Linked DNA regions of Mus musculus: all the other regions are linked to region 2. The links are chromatin contacts, called in public HiChIP or PLAC-seq and Micro-C maps. All regions are on one chromosome and are shown on one strand. The core of a region is the stretch at or near the end of the contact, and the rest is flanking DNA. Distances in the headings are between cores, read along the strand shown. Region 1 holds the start of Nr2f2 (nuclear receptor subfamily 2, group F, member 2). Region 2 has its middle 110 kb from the start of Gm24120. Region 3 overlaps Gm29683 (predicted gene, 29683).

Region 1 (3,638 bases), core at 784-3,283, 290 kb before region 2:
GAGAGGATAAAGTTGAGAGGAATTTATTTTAATTGCATCATAACAATGAGGTGAAGTCTGGTGTTTCTCAGCATCCGAGATGCTTCATTTGAGCATTTAAAATGTCAGGCCACAAATCTATAAAATATTAGCCCTCCAAAGAAAAAGGCAAATATCGAACGGTTTCTTTTCCTATAAACAAACAAACAAACAAAAAGGAGCTACCAAGCCGAGCAAGTGATGGGAATTCATTAAGCAAAGGATTTGCCACCCTTCGGATCTAGCCAAATCTTTGGTTTGCAAGCCCAGATCCCGGCACCTTGCCACCTCCGCTGCGTACCCCTCTACAAAGAAGGGGAGAGCATTATTCAGTCTTTTGGAATAGTGGGTTCTACATAATGCGCCGGGAGTCCCGGGTGGACCGCGAGCGGCGCATTTAGAGGCATCGCCAAGTTGCGAGAGACTAAGTCTTTGGCTCCATCCTCAACCCCTTGCGGAGCCTTTAAGAGTCGTAGTGTGTGCGCCGCGCGCTAGTCTTGCCGCCAGGGCGGAAACCACTGTGCCCGATGCGGGGCGGCCGGGGTCCGCGCTCCGGGGTCCACCCGGGCCCATCCCCCTCTCTGTGGCCAGGACCGCGCGGCCACCCGTCCCCGCCCCCCTCCGTCCCCGCGCGCCCCGTGCGGCTGTCTCGACGCCGCTCGCGCTAGGACCGGGCTGCTCCCGCTGCCGCCATGGCGGGGCCGCTGCGCTCCGGCCAATGACGACGAGGGGGCGGCGCGCGCGCGCCGGGCCAGGCCAACCCCGGCGGCTGCCTTATAAGGCGCGCCGTCGCCATGGCAACGTGCGCTAAGTTGCAGCAGTCGTGTCAAAGTTCACTATATAGAGAGCTCAGTGAGCTGATCGCGGAGAAGCCACTTCTGCCAGCCCCGGCGCCTATAAATCGCATTCCCTCCCGCGCCCCCCTTTTTAGCATATTTGATCACTTTGATTCTGCTCTTTTCTCTCCGCGGTGTGTGCGTGCGTGCGCGCGTGTGTGTTTTCTTCTCCTCCTCCTCCTCTGCCGGAGTTGCCTCCTTTCTCCGGGTGCCGCGCTGCTCTTCCCTCTTTCATTCTTTCTCTCCGTTTCTCCCCCCTCTGCGCACGAAGGATGCGCTTCTAGGTGCTGATCTGCCCTCCTTTCTCTCTTATCATCTCTCCCCCGCCGCCGGCGAGTTGACTCTTTCCCTATGTGTGTGAGGCGGCGGCGGCAGCAGCAGCAGCAGCAGCAGCAGCAGCGGCTCCACCGGCGGCGGCAGCAGCGGCAGCAGCAGCGACTCCACCGGCGGCGGCGGCGCTAGACGCAGCGGCTCCGGGCCCGACCCGGAGGCTTCGGCGGCGGCGGCGGCGGCCCGGGCGGCCCGCGGAGAGCAACGAGCGGCCTCCGAGAGCGGCGGCGGCGGCGGCGGCGTCCGGAGCGAGCGCGGCGCGCGCCAGGCGCCCGGGGCAGGAGGCGGCGGCGGCCCAGCGCCAGGACGACGCCGCGCAGCGCCGGACGCGGACCACTTTCATGCTGATTCCCCCGGACCCGGGCAGAGCTCCGGCCACTCCGCGGGCCGCCGGCCTCCGCCCCGGCCTGCCTGGCTCCCAGGGCGCGCCCGCGCCCGGCGCCTCCGCTCTCCCAGTCCTCCTGATTTCGATGGCTTTCCTGAATGGCTGACTGTGGGCTGCCCTGGACTTGGCCCCCGGACAGTCGCCTCTCCTTCTCCTTCTCCTCTTCCTCCTCCTCCTCTTCCTCCTCCTCCTTCTCCTCCTCCAACTCCTCCGCTGCACACTAGATCTGAGAGCGAGAGAGTGAACCAGAGAGGGAGAGAGGGAGGGAGAGTGAGAGCGAGCGAGATCTTTAGAGAGATTTTTTTTTTTTTTTTTTTGCCTCCTACTTCTGTCTTGAAGCCAGACAATCGACTTGCAGCTCTCCCTCCCCTCCCTCTCTCCACGTTCTGCTCCCACTCTCTTTCCCCTGTCCCCTTGCCCTCCCCTCTGGACGGAAAGCCCCCCGAAACCAACAAAGCTGAGCCGAGGGAAACAAACAAAACAAACACACCGGGCCAGACAAGCAATCGACAAAACTTTGCAAAAGCAAAAACAAAAAAACAAAAAAGGAAAAACTAACCAACCTCAAATCAACTAGCCCTGAGCCACCCGGGGCGCCCTCCCGCGCCCTCTCGCACCCTCGCACACACAAAAGGCGGCGCGCCGGAGCCCGAGACCCGGGAGCCGCCGCCACCCCGCCGCCGCCCGCAGCCAGGGGAGCAGAAGTCCGGACGCGGCCCCCATAGATATGGCAATGGTAGTCAGCACGTGGCGCGACCCCCAGGACGAGGTGCCCGGCTCTCAGGGCAGCCAGGCCTCGCAGGCGCCGCCCGTGCCGGGCCCGCCGCCTGGCGCCCCGCACACGCCACAGACGCCGGGCCAAGGGGGCCCGGCCAGCACGCCGGCCCAGACAGCGGCTGGCGGCCAGGGCGGCCCTGGCGGCCCGGGCAGCGACAAGCAGCAGCAGCAGCAGCACATCGAGTGCGTGGTGTGCGGGGACAAGTCGAGCGGCAAGCACTACGGCCAGTTCACGTGCGAGGGCTGCAAGAGCTTCTTCAAGCGCAGCGTGCGGAGGAACCTGAGCTACACGTGCCGCGCCAACCGGAACTGTCCCATCGACCAGCACCACCGCAACCAGTGCCAGTACTGCCGCCTCAAAAAGTGCCTCAAAGTGGGCATGAGACGGGAAGGTATCGGCCTCTCATTTCTTCCCCCTTCGCCCGCGGTCCCGGGGCTCTGGGTGCGTTTGGCTAGCCTGCTCTGGGTAAGGACTCAGAAGCCCCGAGCTCTCCCGGTTGCAGTCGGAGGGGATTTGGTACTAGGAACCGGGGAGGGGGGTGGGGGTCTGCACTGCAACCCAGATCAGCCCCCACCCCCATTACAGTCCGCATGCTTTAGTAGACTTTCCTTCTCCACTCTTTCTTCCTCTCCCCCTCTCTCTCTTTCTCCCTCTCCGGACAGCTTTTCCTTTCCTTTGCATTGATTGAGAGTTCATTAGAGTTCACCTTTCTGCAAGGAATGGGTTGTTTGTTGTTGTTTTAAAGTCCCCCCCCTCTCTCTTCCCTTTCTCTCTTTCCTTGTTTTTCCTGCATGTTCAACATATGTCCCTCCTCCTTACCCCTCTCCCCAACCCCCACCTTTTCAGAAAAAAAAAAAAACAACCTGAGATTGTACTTTTGTACAGGAGGTTCAAATTACAAATGGCAATTTTATGCACTTCGCCGTATTAACGCTGCCGCCTGGGCAGAGCTCATGTGACCCCTCCGTGGATTAACATTCTGCTTTAAAAAAATACCTCTTGTTTTCTTTTTTTTTCCTTTCACTTTTGAAACCCTGAGAGCACTGTAGGGAGTAGGAAAGTGTGGGCAAGGGGCCTTTGGCCGCTGCTTTCCCTCTGCGCCAGTTGGGTCTTTGTGATATAAAATTATCCCAGAGCCGGGAACAGTGCTCTACCAATGGCGCGCTCCGCGCCTGGGCGCGGGCTCCGGGTTGGAGCGAGCCAATGCCGGGGTTTCTTTGTGTTTCTGCGAGAGCGACTCTCCCGGTCCTGAGTCAGATAACAGCGGGTGCCTGAGCCTCGCCGGCTTTCT
Region 2 (4,170 bases), core at 1,016-3,515:
CTACCCCACCCAGGGATCCATCCCATAATCAGCCACCAAACCCAGACATTATTGCATATGACAGCAAGATTTTGATGAAGGGACCCTGGTATAGCTGTCTTGTTTGAGGCTATGCCAGTGCCTGGCAAATACAGAAGTGGATGCTCACAGTCATCCTTTTTACTTTTTAAAACAAACATTTTATTTGGCTCCAAGTTTGGAGGTCTAAGGGCATGGATCAAACACCGGTCTGGGTCTTGGCTGTGGCATGTGGTGGCAGAGGGACATGTGTAAAACTGTTTGTGCCACCAAGTGGGCAGTCAGAGAGGGTCCCAGGGTAACAGAGTCATGTTCCTGTGACCCTCAGACCTCTAACTAGACCAGCCCATGGCCATGCATCCCATCCTAACGACCCCCTGGGGGACACAGACTACACTCACACCACAGCAAGGCCCTGGCTTATTTCCCTGCAGCACCAGCTGCAGCACTCAAGTGCTAAGCAGACACATGTCCCTTCATGCTACCCCTCCTGGCATGTACCTTGGTGCTGACAGCCAAGCCTCTGGCTGCCAAACTGTTGTAACCACCAAGTACAGAAGGAAGGAAATATTTAATCAGGAAGGCAGTACCAAAATGAACAATTGAATGAACAAGTGAATGAATAGAGGTGTAGATAGAGATGAAGACCATGGTGGGAGCTGGAAGAGCTGTGCCCCTGGGAAGAAGGGTCTTAAAACAATGCAAAGCATGGTACGTGTGTCCAAAGCTACTGGGCTCAGGACTGACTTCTGCAGGGATGTCACAGGGATGGGTAAGACCAGGATATCCAACTCCCCCCAGCGGGAGAAAGAGTGAAGATAGAACACGTTGTCTAGAGTCTATCCATGGATCTCTAGAGCCAGAGAGACAGACTTAGCCTTGAGCTAAAGCAGATGCCACAGCGCCTCCTTTTGAATCTATAACTAGGACTCTAGAACCCACATTTATTAGTTTTTTTTTCTCTCAAGATTGCTTTTCTTTAAATGAAAAGAACTTCCTTTAAAGAGCAGCTAGGAGTCTGCTCCTAGGACCAACATGTGTACTACACACTCTGTGACAGAGCAACCTCAGTCTCAAATCACTTCCATTCACCCTCCAAGATTGATCATAGACAACCAGAGGACAGATTTTTTTTCATTTTTAATCCTTCTGTCTGTCTGAAACGCTCAAACAGTTAACAGATATTGTCCACCCCCACCCCCAACAAAATACCAAAGGTCTGACAAAGAATAGGAGGGCTATTTATCTGTTTTCTTCTTTTTTTTAATTTGAAATGAATCCTATAGCTGCAAGCTCACCCGAATTATAGAAGCACCCAAATCAAACAACCATAGCTCATTCTTTGGCCTTTGATTTTTATATCCATGCATGTTAAGAAAGAGAGGGAGAGAAAGAGAGAGAAAACCAAACATGTGTGCCGCCTTTTAATAAAGATCATATTAAAAATTCAATAAATAGCAATATCTCTGATCTCTTAACAAAAGCTTCTGGTATACAGGAAATTAAATGAAGAAAAAAAAACCACCTTGTTAAGCCTTTTTGATTTCTGTACATTGTAGCTGGAAGCAGAATTGTTCAACTTGTAGATTTCTTCATCTTTTTCTTTTTTACATTTTAAAATCTTTTCTTGCACACACGTTGTCTGGGCAACACCATACATGAAGTTTGATTGGTAGAAACATTTAAAAATAAGAGGTAGGGGGTGGGGAGGGGGGAAGGCATGTGCCATTGTCTCGTCCGGGTGGCCTAGCTGGGAGGGATCCACCTCGAGCCAGGTGATAACCTGAGACCTTATCTTGTCTTCCCCTGGCCTCCCTGAAGCCTGCCAACGCTTCTGCTGGCTGTTAGGCATTTTAAATATCCCCCCTGAGCCCTAACCTCACCCCCTTTCTCTTCTTGTCAGCTGGAATGTCTCGGAGCTGTCAGGGGCTTGTTGCTTATTGATGTTTCCGTGTGTTTTATGTCTTTTCTGAGATATGACAGGCCCTGACACAGTGCTGATTTCAATCAGCCTGCTTGTGGAGAGGCCTAAGATTTTTAGTCGCACAATCCACGTCTCAAGCATACTTCAGAGCCTCTGTCTAATGAAAATGTTGCGGGAAGCTGAAATAAAGGCTCTGTGCCCAACAAACAGCAGCTGAGGAATTCCTGGGGCTTGAGAAAAAACCGAGAGCGTATGGACTCCCCGCTCACACACACATACACACTTGCCACGGAACGCCCCCTCCCCTCTTTTGTTATAAGAAAAGCAAGAACAGAAAGTGACCTCCTGAGCCAAAGGTTCTGACACTGAATCAAATCCCTTTAGGTCTGAACTGACAGGCTGGGCCTGGCTTTAGATTACGTTATCACATCTTGGAAGGAGGCTGGCATGTTCCTCTGGGTTCCCTGTGTGTGAAGAGCTGGCGTTTTACCCTTGCTGCCTATTAAGTCAAGATCTGATGTCTTGTCGAGAATGAAACCACATCACACAGTGAGGGCTGGGATAAAGGGCAGAGAGAAAACGCAGCCGTGGAAATAAAATGCAGAGCCCAAGAGGAACTCATTTGCGTTGTTTACCAGGCTGGCCACGAGAAGATTAAAAAATATTAGAAAACGTTTTTTTTGGGGGGGGGGGTAAATTGTGTGTCGTTTCCTGAGACTCACACAGATATCCAAGTTTACATTGTGTTGACCATATTCAAGACTGGAGGGCCCCGGAGTACTCAAGGTATTTCATTCAGGCATATCAGCTCATTCTTTTGATGGCCCCCAGCAGATTTAATCCCAGAACCCAGCGAAGATCCTGGTACAAAGTGCCTAGCCTTGCGCATGCGTCTGGAAAAATGTGGCATCTCCAATAACATCTTGGCGTTTGTTTACACCAACTTAAAATAAAAATGTTCCCTGCCCCCTCCCCATCCCCCAAAGCTGGGAGAAGAGTAACTTTTCATTGTTGATCTTCTAAACTTGAAAAGTCAAGCAGTAAACACGGCTTCTATATGAAATAAGACCCCAGTGATGAGGATCAGATTTTAAACATTTCAGAGACCCTGTTCTCTCTCTCTCTCTCTCTCTCTCTCTCTCTCTCTCTCTCTCTTTCTACTTGACAACAGACCCGCAAGTGACCTGTAGTTAATATGCATCATCTGGGATTTTTTAGAGAGGAAAAACAAAAGGCATGGTATTATGTCAAGAGCACTTAGAATGATGATATTTATTGAAGGATGAATAAAGGACCGTCTCAAACGGAAGCAGAATTCTGTCAGCCCAGGAAACAAGCGTGCAGTAGTGTCTTTTCCAGGGCAAGTACGGTTGGGAGAAAAAGAATACATCAGGGTGTTCGGCCTGAGAAGTAGCTCCTTGGAGGCTCAGGGTCCATGTCTTGGTTCAGTTTTTCTATTGTTTAAAAGGTGAGCTTTCTCTTGAGAATGTACCATTCTGGCTTTCTCTGGAATACCTATCCTAGAAGAGGTAACTTGACCTTAACTTATGGCCACTTTGGCGAGATGGGCCCAGCTGTCTTCTCTGGTGGCAGTTCCCCCAAAGCCCCTCTTCTGGTCTCCACACTTAGGTAGAAGTTCCTGAAGCATCAGATCCACCAGCCCTAGTTAAGGAATAGGTCTTGAGGTTAGACTTTAGTTCCCCTGGCTCCTCGCTTCACAGAGGAGTGACTGGATCGGTCCAGGTCTGCTCAGTTCAGAGTGTGAGCTATTCCTCCTTCAGGAGATGAGATGTGCACAGTTCACTGAGGTCACATGTACGAGACAACCCCCAATAAATGCCAGCGCCCTCTCCCATTTGTTTCATTGGAGGACACAAATGTGGGCAACCTTTTAAATGCTGACTCTAAGCCAGGTTCTTTGCCGTACTGAGTTGCGGATTTAGTATCTTCAGTAGGAAAAAAAAAAATCTGCCTTTAAGCTACACAAAGTAAAAATTATCTCTAAAAACAGTGTCCCTCCACCCCCATTCCATTTTTAAAATGTTATGATATTTTTAACAATATTAATATAATAACAGTAGCATGTGTTTATTGGGTTAGTCTGTATTTTATGACTCAGTATCGGATTTGTGGCTTGTTTCTACCAGCTCTGTCACTATTAATTTTTGTTCCCATTTTTTTTAGTTCACCAGAACATGTTCATAGAACTATTGCCTGCCTGTGATAAG
Region 3 (3,840 bases), core at 980-3,479, 260 kb before region 2:
AAACACTGGCAAACAGTGCTTTTCTGAGGAGCAGAAGGGCTGCTTAAGCGCCAGCAACAGGTCCATGCTGAGATTCCTCTGTCCTTCACCGGCCCCTCCTTCCACCCTCGCTACTGGGGTCCGCGGGGTAAAGGGGGGGATCTACTTCCCCCTTCCTCCTGGGTCACCCACAACAACCCAGGAAGGCAAACATCAGGTTTGCACTGTTTCTTTGGATAAACGCCTGGCTAAATGCTTCTAATAATGAATGGCCTTTCGCTGGACACTCGCTTGAACCGAAGAGAGGACCTCACTGGAGAACACCAAAAAGAAAATAACTAGAAAGTGGAAAGGAACACGGCCGGCGGCGGCCTCTAGGATCCAGACAAAGACATCTGAGTCTGTCCCTTTGCAGTCGCCCATCTCTCCTTCCTGCCTAGAGATCTGATTTGGTCCTACTGCGGCTCCCTAAGAGCCTTTAGATCCGACGTCCCTTCACTGGGGACCTTGAGCTGAGATCCCAGGGCTGGAAGGCTCCGATTCTAGCCGGAGCTGGAACCTGGTGGCCTCAACACTTGCGGGATGCTGCTACTGGGCCACAGTCCCTGCCTTGCCCACAGGAACCTAAACATCCCCGCGTCCTAGGTTAAGGTGGTTAGGGCGAGGGGGTAGGCTCCTGGACCAGCCAGGTCGAAGCGATGAAACAGCAACTTCTTCTTCTTCTTTTTTTCCCCCTGGCAGGGAGGAGGGAAATTCGTCGGAGGAGGTCGGTGGAGACTCCTCCTTCGCTCCGCCCGGAGGCAGCCAGAGCTCCGCTAGCGGTGCGTCTCCGCCCGCCCGAGCGTTTCCATAAATCAGGCCGCTGGCAGGCTGCTAATTAGCTCCGGCCGAAAAGAATGAGAGTTCTGTAGCACACGGTGGGTTGGGAGTGGGGGCCCAGTAGGTGGGAGATCAGAATTCCCCAGGATTAACGGGGGGACTCCTTGGGGGCATCTCCGCGCTCCCTGCCCGAGCCACCTCCGATCACCTCCTGCCAGCAAAGGCCCGCAAGTTCGGGCCTCCAGATCCCGCGCCTCCCGCACTGCGCGCACCTCTGCAGTCGACCTGGCCCGCCCACCCACGCCGAGGCCCCCTCTCCCACTCGCTGAGCATGCCTGGCGTTAATTAACTCCCCCTTCACCCGGTGCAGTATCGGAAGACTTTCAAAACTCGTCCCAAAGTGTTTCCTTCTCAAGCCTGAAGGCAGCGTTTGGAACGACCCGCAGAAAAGGGGGGCGGGGTGTGGATCTGGGGGAAGGGTTGGTTGCACCGGGATTTGAGATAACAAGACTTCCCCAGCGATTGTGTGGGTAGAGGGATGGGCTGTTGTAACCTCATCCCCTCTCCCCTAGTGAAAAGGCAAGACGGTCAGGGAAGATTAAAAATAACATTAAAGTTGGATTATTGATTTCCATGTAAATTGCCAGCCGAGAGAGCTACTTCTGTTTATTTTCTCTTTTCCTCCCCCACGCTTCTCTAAGCCCTCTGGGCTCTGCGCCCTCGGAGCCATTCCCACCCTCCTTAGGGACGAGACTCCTAGATGACATCACCAAGGAGAACGGCGGCCTCCCCGCCCCTGGCCTCAAGACCCCTGAGCAGAGATTGACAGGTGTCTCTAGCAAAGACAATGCCTTCCAGGTGTCAGTATTCCCGTTCCACCCCTCCCACTCCGCCCTCTTTGCTCCTTTCCCTTAACAACTCTCCTACCCACCCACTCTTCCTCCACGAGGCTTGTTCCTACCCCACCCCCACCCCCAACTCCTTGCTCTTTGCATCTGGGCACTAAGCTTCAGGTCCTGAGACTTAGGCAGGGAGCCGACGCCGAGGGGCCCGGATGGCGCTGGTGTTGTTTGTGCCCGAGGGGGAGGCCAATCCGAGATGCCAAAGGCTCGAGTGAGGGTCCAGGAGGTGGCAGGGCCCAAAGCGGGTAAAGGGTAACCGAGTGAGCATTTTCAAGGAGCCAGCTCAGTCTCTAGATTTCTGTCTTGACGTTATTCTCTACCCTCCACCCGCGATCTCTCCTCTTCTCTTCTCTCTCTCTCTCTCTCTCTCTCTCTCTCTCTCTCTCTCTCTCTCTCTCACACACACACACACACACACACACACACACACACACACACACTATAACAGACGCGAAGATAATCCCACCATCTGGCAAATCCCAAATTTGGCGGCCAGGCTAGGAAAGCAACAGCGACATCTCATCCGGAGAGTGGGTGTCTGGTCCTGCCCCACTCCCCGGAACTGGGGAAAGGGCGCTCGGCTTTGCACTCACTAGTCCCCATCTCTTCAACGTCCTTGCCCTGGCCTGGTAATCTTGGGTGCTTTCTCCTCATCTGAGCAACTACTTTGGGATTCAGAAGAGAGGTGATGCAGTTAGGGTTCTTCCGCCGAGCAATGAACTGAAACCCAAATTCAGCTTTATTATGTATAACCGAATGTAATTCATAGCTAGGTGGCCTGTCGTCGGCGATTTAAATCGCCTGGTGATAAGGATCGCACTTATTAGATTTCTTCAAAGACACTGGGGGTTTCTATCTCTCTCTCTCTCTCTCTCTTTTTAAAGGAGGGCATTTGTGCTAAATTGCCCAGTGCTGGTGTGATAACTGTCAAAAGTTTGACATCAAAGGGGCTAATATTATTCAGTTACCAGAGAAGCTGTCTGTCTAAATAAGAATATCTTAATTACAGCATCACAAAGGTAGAAAAGGGGTCGAAACTGAAAGGGGAGAGGTATCCAGCCTCCTCCTTTGATGCGCTATCTATATTACACGGATGCGTGTTCTTAATCAGGCCTAGTCCGATTTCCTTCCCTCTCCCCTTCGGTTCTCTGAACTTTATAACTATATGTAAACACGGCGTCACTGAGGACATAATCTTCTTGGGTTCTTATTAGAAGAAATTTCCATCCTCTCCCGTTCTAGATTAGGCAGTGGAGTCCGCTCCATCAATGAAGGGACGAAGGTTTCGTGGACAATAATGTGGCAATTGTTGATGGTTTGTGACCCATAAAATGTGGAGGTGACTGTTCTGGCTTTGGTATGTAATTATGCAAAACACTTTCCATAAAGACTTGCCATTCGATCTAATGGCAGTTCCTCTGGTCTATTTCAAAAAAGGGAGGGCCCATGTACGGAGAGAGGAAAGTAACATTTGTTTTAACACAGGTTTTATGGGTGTGTGTGGTATGGAGGGAGATAAATACAAACACGTCCTATCTCTGCCCAAAGTATTTTTTTCAGTCAAATTAAAATAATTACGAGGGGGTTTAATAAGTTAATCATAGCAACACGGCATCCAAACACGTAGAGGGGGTGTCAGCCCACCTTCTCTGGACCCGGGACTGCTTCATATTGGTGATTCATCCCCAGGGTCTGCTTGGGCGCAGTTTTGTCTCTGTCTCAACTTATTCAACAGGGCAACCTGTTGGGCTCTAAAACTCCTGTCAGAGGCTGAAACCAAGACAAGGGCCTCCAATGTCTTCACCCTAGTGCCTTGTAGGTGGAATATTTATTTGGCAGAGAGCATTTAAATATAGCAGTTCTATTTTAGGAATTATGCCCATCTACTCCCCCTCAGTACCCTTTATCCCCACTGTAGCAGGGCAAGATTGAATGAATGTCCAGGGCAGGAGTCACTGATTTGGAAAGAAAATTTAAACTCAGTACACTCAGGGATGCACGGGCCCCAAACTGGGCATGTTTGAACCATGGAATGTTCCCCCGCCCCCCTGCACTTTCTGAGATTTTGTTTTGTTTTAAATAAAAATAAAAGGAATCTAAAAGGCCAGGAGGAAAATAAAGTGGAATCAAATGGAGGGTC

Evidence for each region. Hi-C and Micro-C count contacts between places; a contact is called where the count stands out from the background. HiChIP or PLAC-seq counts read pairs in DNA pulled down with a chosen protein or histone mark.
Region 1: a Micro-C map of the HL-1 cell line shows a contact between it and region 2, with 10 times the contacts expected there. The contact joins the promoter of Nr2f2 here to the enhancer-like site in region 2. A contact is called at or near these places in 2 of 484 Hi-C or Micro-C datasets (the HL-1 cell line and uterus) and 2 of 115 datasets of contacts at active chromatin or transcription factors (craniofacial prominence and embryonic hindbrain).
Region 3: an H3K4me3 HiChIP or PLAC-seq map of craniofacial prominence shows a contact between it and region 2, with 4 times the contacts expected there. The contact joins two enhancer-like sites. A contact is called at or near these places in 11 of 484 Hi-C or Micro-C datasets (cerebellar granule neurons, embryonic stem cells, muscle stem cells and 3 more), 6 of 115 datasets of contacts at active chromatin or transcription factors (bone marrow-derived dendritic cells, craniofacial prominence, embryonic forebrain and 3 more) and 1 of 9 other capture datasets (embryonic stem cells).

Annotation. Positions count from the first base shown.
Region 1 is chr7:70,358,988-70,362,625 of GRCm38.p6, reverse strand. Nr2f2 (nuclear receptor subfamily 2, group F, member 2) reads left to right here and starts at 2,033. Exons shown (of 3, transcript NM_009697.3): 1 at 2,033-2,738. The coding sequence starts at 2,297.
Region 2 is chr7:70,066,161-70,070,330 of GRCm38.p6, reverse strand. No RefSeq gene overlaps it. Among named protein-coding and RNA genes, the nearest start is that of Gm24120, 110 kb to the right of the region's middle. Within about 2 kb of position 2,265, at least 20 of the 459 cell types and tissues checked have an H3K27ac peak or open chromatin away from gene starts, as enhancers often do. A contact at or near this core is called in craniofacial prominence and embryonic forebrain, where this site is marked.
Region 3 is chr7:70,328,845-70,332,684 of GRCm38.p6, reverse strand. The region is part of intron 1 of Gm29683 (predicted gene, 29683); the gene reads left to right. Among named protein-coding and RNA genes, the nearest start is that of Gm29683, 7.1 kb to the left of the region's middle. Within about 2 kb of position 2,229, at least 104 of the 459 cell types and tissues checked have an H3K27ac peak or open chromatin away from gene starts, as enhancers often do. A contact at or near this core is called in craniofacial prominence and embryonic forebrain, where this site is marked.